Linked DNA regions of Sus scrofa: region 2 is linked to region 1. Evidence: chromatin contacts called from public Hi-C data. All regions are on one chromosome and are shown on one strand. The core of a region is the stretch at or near the end of the contact, and the rest is flanking DNA. Distances in the headings are between cores, read along the strand shown. Region 1 has its middle 110 kb from the start of AKIRIN2. Region 2 has its middle 30 kb from the start of SPACA1.

What was found. Hi-C and Micro-C count contacts between places; a contact is called where the count stands out from the background.
Region 2: a contact with region 1 is called in a Hi-C map of liver, with 8 times the contacts expected there. The contact joins two enhancer-like sites. A contact is called at or near these places in 1 of 5 promoter capture datasets (liver) and 2 of 47 Hi-C or Micro-C datasets (embryonic fibroblasts and liver).

What each region holds. Positions count from the first base shown.
Region 1 is chr1:56,182,999-56,185,987 of Sscrofa11.1, reverse strand. No RefSeq gene overlaps it. Among named protein-coding and RNA genes, the nearest start is that of AKIRIN2, 110 kb to the right of the region's middle. Within about 2 kb of position 1,382, at least 5 of the 83 cell types and tissues checked have an H3K27ac peak or open chromatin away from gene starts, as enhancers often do. A contact at or near this core is called in liver, where this site is marked.
Region 2 is chr1:56,346,957-56,349,656 of Sscrofa11.1, reverse strand. No RefSeq gene overlaps it. Among named protein-coding and RNA genes, the nearest start is that of SPACA1, 30 kb to the left of the region's middle. Within about 2 kb of position 1,441, at least 3 of the 83 cell types and tissues checked have an H3K27ac peak or open chromatin away from gene starts, as enhancers often do. A contact at or near this core is called in liver, where this site is marked.

The DNA.
Region 1 (2,989 bases), core at 133-2,632:
TTAGTGAGTCTGTGAAAAGAGTTTTGTTAGGTTACCCATAAACCTGTGGAAATGTCCAGCCCTGTCAGAATTCCAGAGGAGACCGAAAATAGGTCCTATCACTTACCCACATTTTACAGGTGAGGACATTGAGGCACAGAGAAGCTGAATAAACTACTCGAGGTCACACAGACATTCCATAAGGGCAGTCTGGCTCCAGGGTCAGTGTTCCCAGCCACTACATCGCAGTGGCTCAGGGGCTTGGGAGGGTGCCTCCACACTGTGCCAAGTTTCGTGTGGTTCTAGAAGGACCACTGCCACCTGGGGATACTAACAATTTTGGCTGCAGCTTTCTGACAGAAATTGTAAGAACAAGCTTAAGCATTCTTCAAGTCCCAGTTAAATCATCACCTCTCCCAGGTAAGCATCAGCTCCCAAACAGGAGTGTCCCTTCCTCCGTGAAGACTCCAGGAATCCCCCAGTCAGGACCGAATCTCAGCCCCCTTTCCTGGTCCCACAGCTGTTCAACTCTAGAGAACATAGCACGGCCTCATCCTCCTTAGAGTGAGCAATCCTGTCCACTCCTCACACTAGGATGCAAGCGCTGCAAAGGCAGGACTGGTCTGCTGGTCCTTAATGTCTGAGAGCACTCACCACAGTGCCCTGAAGGGAAGTGGTCCCTGCTCCTGCTCCTGTTCCCAGAGCTGCGCGGGGACAGCACTGAGAGCGTGGTAGGTGTGTAACGATGGCTGATGGAAACCTGAGCTGGGGATGGAGGTCTCTCCACAGAAGACCCTGTAGTATCATGTGTTAGGCCAAAGCCTGCAAAATTGCCATTTTATAGGCCAAATTGTTCAAATATTGACACTTCCACTTGAGTCAATTCGACAGAAAATATACATTGCCTAAGAGGAATAGCCTATAAACCCCCGAAAGTGTTTCCTTGGAAGGTTTTGAAATCTCCCTTCTTCGATAGCTGGTATAATCTAACTATCGTTATTTTGTAAAAATACCCCAAAAGTCCAAATTCTAGGTGGTAAATCCTCAAATATCCCAAAGCCCAGATGAGAATGATGAAATTTGATTCCAATGACTATTCAGCGGTGAGTTCCTAGGGTCCTGTTAACAGAACACAGAAGAGAAAGCAGCTTTACTCACTTTTTCTGTCAATCTTGGTCAAAACGCTGCCTGGGAAATAACTTCTGGGGCCTGGTAAGTTGGGGGAGAGTCCCCAGTGTTCCTACGTTCCCTCATCTGTTCTCTGGCACCCTTTAGCAGATTGATCTGCCTGTGTATTGATCTTTGGGGCTCATACTGACCTTTGGAAGGAATGTCAATAGTGGGAGTTTGTGCAAAGATGAGAAAGTTCCTCCACTGGCAGCTTTCTTTGCCTGACTCAGGCCTCTGGAGTGAAAGGCTGTAATGTAACTGACAATGTAATTTATCCACATTTCTACTTGGAAACAGTATCATTTCTTTGAGCTCCAGTATCATTTCTATTACCCTCGCCTGGAATAAAAGACCCAGGATGCCTGTCAGACCAAACAATGCCTATCGTATTTTATTACAGGGGATGAAACCTAAGACTTTAAGCTCCATTAGCAGAAGGGTTCATTTTCACTCCAGGAAGGTAGTTCAACATTACAACATCTTATCTTGTTCTTTCTTATGTTTTTAATATAAAGGCCTTAAAATTCCCCACTTCCATCCCCCACGCCCACTGCCCCAGGCATTCGGAAGCTATATTATCAGATTTTACAGTCTGAGATAATAGGCTATTCTAAGAGTGCCGGTATATACACGTGGTATGTATTTTTTTTTTTTAATAATACTGCAGACTGATAAAAAGAAGAAGTTTGCTCTCTAGTGGCTGACTTATAAAAGGCTCTGAAAACCACACAATAAGATAGCTTAGAAAAAGAAGAAATTTAACAGCGATATTTGTGTAATAAGGTCTGGATACTTATTTTGCTTTTATTGATATTTTTAATATTCTTTACAGTGAAAAACTATATCAGAGCAAATGTTCTGCGGATATTTTTTCCTATTAAAATTTTTCCTATCATTAAGCTAATTTTAATTCTAAATTCTTAGAGTAGCAATTAGGTTTCTGGTGTTTTATTAGCCTATTATACCTTTAGAAAGCTCTGTGGATTGGTTTAATACCATATAATTAATGTCTATTATAGACACATTGCCCAATAATATAATATTATTAGCGCTTTTGAAACCATTTTTAGCTTTTTGCAGAAAGATTATATAAATTCAGGGACAAATAGTATAATTACTAGTATGATACTAATTAATATCATTTTATTACTCCTTTTTCTGCAGCAACTCAATTTATAAAATTCTACTACAATACGAATTATAAAAGAAAGAATTTATTCATTGTGCCCATTTTTAACCCCTGTGCCATGTTTTACTTTCTCATTATATTCTTCATCTCCATCTCTCCAAATTCCCACTATTTTTCTCAACTCTCTCCAGTATCCTTGATCAGATAATAGGAGCAAACAACACCACTGGTCCCTGAAGTTCCCACCCTCCATGCTTCCAAAAAGAGGGAGTTACTTAGGAAGTTTTCTACCTGCACAGAAATAAATACTTTAAAGGATTTTCAGATCTATAAATATTCTTGTTCATGTTGTTTATGAGAAAGGAACAAGACAGCAGCGAGGCTGAACCTTTTCTACAGGTCTGGGCTACGGTGGAAATAAAAGTACTAGACAATGCAAAGAAGAAAAGTATTTTCTGGGTAGAATAGGCATAGGGGACCTCCAGGGGGGTGGTTAAGAAGGGATATGATGCAATTCGACTTACAGTTTTGAAAATTATTCTGGCTGCTATGTGAACAAAGTCCCACAATAAGGACAGGAGCAGAAACAGGGAAACCTCTTTGGAAATGACGGAGTCATGCATCCAATAAAACAGAGTAGCGTGGACAAGGGTAGCAGCAGTGAAGGTGTGAAAAGTGAATGGATTCCCCATGTACTCTGAAGGTAGAGCT
Region 2 (2,700 bases), core at 192-2,691, 160 kb before region 1:
AAATGCCTTGAACTTTGCAAGGAGCCTCTCCTTGGGCTCTTAGAGCAGAGAGGAGAGTAAGTTTACATAAAACCCCTTGATTTTCCTCATCTGCTACCTGTCAGTTTCTCTGGAAACTATTTACCTTTTTTTCCTTGATTGTTTGAGAAATAGAGGAAATATTATGACATTCAATGGTCAGCAGTTAAAAAGTGATTCATGGTTTATCTAAGGAACATAGAAAATCTTTCCGGAAGGCTACATTTGCCTTTGCCAGTAGTACAGACAAACATTTTATTTTACATATAGAAGATCAAGACTCTGAAAGGGAACAAACAACAATTTAAAATTCCAATGCCTGAGGGGGAAAAAATGTATCCGAAGAGCTAATTCCTCAGGCGTTTACTCTCTCCTATTCATAGAGAAAAGAATGCATACGATTGAAAATATATGAGAAAACTGAAAGAAGCAGGAGGTGGAGAGAGACGGAACAGAATAGCTGTTGTCTAGAAAAGAGCAGATGGTTCTCAGTCGGTAAGAATACCAATTGCATTCCAGTAGTGTGTGACTTAGTAGAACTAAAATAAATGACATATTGGTCCAGAGAGAAAACTGCCGTTAAGTATAAGCTGGCCAGAGAAATGAGGAGCTATAGAATGTGTTCAAGGAAACGTGATCTTCATTTGCATTTTCCCCTTGGTTTGACTTGTCCCCCACATCCCTAGCCTCCTGCACACCAAACAGTTAAATGAGCTTCTTTCTAGACCCTCTCAGCAACCCTCCCGAATACTGTCTCATAAGTGCCCAAGAGACACCAATCTATATAAAAGCCCCCCACCCCAATCCCAGAGAGGTTCATTATTTTCTTTTCATTATGGGTTATTTTTTATCCCACCGTCTTGCCTTTCTTGGTCCATAAATTGCCATGACCTTCATTAGAAATGGTCTGGAATGAAACTCATACTTTTTTTCCCCTTTTTGCTTTTTCTTTAAGAAATGAGTAGAGTAAAACTCTTACAAAGAAGGATCAACTAGTCTTTCTGGGGAAATCTATTAGAAAGAAGGCAGTTTGTCTATTTATTCATTGCTCAATTGTTTATCCAGTGCCTAGTCATTTCCACATACCCCGTCAGGTGCTGGGGATTCCAAGGACTGGTGTGATCTGGCTTTCAACCCAGCTGGGAAGACAGGACACACAATACACTATAGTGAGGGGGCCTCACAGAACATCAGTGTAAGACAGCACAAGCATGGAAGTTTGTAAACTTTATAATAACTTAAAATATGCTGTGTTCATGATTTGATGGTGGTGATGTTTCTTGCAAAGACATATTGCAGATCCAAACTGGGCTCTGGCTACAGAGCATTGCCTGCAACCCTCCGCTGTCTATGATTCTGAGGTCACTTCTGGACAGAATGAAAGCCTTTGTCACGGGGGTGACTTTGGTAAGCAGTGCCCCTTGGCAGTGAAGAGAAACTGGCCCTCATCTGAGCAGTTTCCAAGTAAGACAACACTTGACTCTGTTGTCACAGCCTCTTACTGAGTCTCTTTAAATGTAATGAGTTCTTTTTTTTTTTAATTTCCCCAATACATTATTTTTTTTCCTACTGTACAGCAAGGTGACCCAGTTACTCATACATGTATACATTCTTTTTTCTCACATTATCATGCACCATCATAGGTGACTAGACATAGTTCCCAGTGCTACACAGCAGGATCTCATTGCTAATCCATTCCAAAGGCAATCGTCTGCATCTATTAACCCCAAGCTCCCCATCCATCCCACTCTCTCCCCCTCCCCCTTGGCAACCACAAGTCTATTCTCCAAGTCCATGATTTTCTTTTCTGTGGAAAGGTTCATTTGTGCCGTATATTAGAGTTCTTTTTTTATCTTTATTTTTTTTTTCTGGCAGAGTGGAGTGGATACTCTCATGAGAAAAATGCCCACAGTATTGAACACAAAATGTACCCTAACTGGTATCATGTCTGTGTCACAGAAGTTACCACAGGCAAGAACGAGGTATGAGTCCTGAAAATGGCAACTCCTGAACCCAGAGGAGAGATTTGCCTTCTTTCCCTAAATGGTTTCTCCTTCTGTAAGCTCTCAAAGTGGATACAGTCCCTTGCTACTAGCACAGCCCCCAATTCCAGTGTCACCAACAGCTTCGCTGAAGGGAGGGAGCGGCCGTGAAGGTCTGGGAGGGGGAAGCAGGAGGAAGAGGGAGTCTTACTCAACATCTCCTTCCAGAACTTTCCTCCTACTGCAGGCACGGCAAATAGGAGTATCCCCCTCTGCCTATTTGCCACCCGTCATTCTACTTTCCCTGCCCTGCAAAAAGTCCAGAAGGTCATCAAGCATATCATCCATCATGGCATTTTGACAGAATACCCTCCACCCTGCTGAGGGAAGACACAGGGTCACTAAGGGCTTTCAACACAGAGGAGATTATATATGAGCCAAATGACTCCTCCTGGCCATGAGGGAAATTGATATTGAAATGGATTTCCTAGAGTTTGTTGCAGGATCGTCCAGCCTGGACACCTTGAAGAAGAGAATTAATACCCCCATGTCTAAGGCTAGATGGGGGAGGCGAGGACAAAGGTAAACACCCTAGCCCCCAAAGTTTCTTTCCACTTTAATTTTTTTTTTTTTTTTTTTTGTCTTTTGTCTTTTTGTTGTTGTTGTTGTTGCTATTTCTTCGGCCGCTCCCGCGGCACAT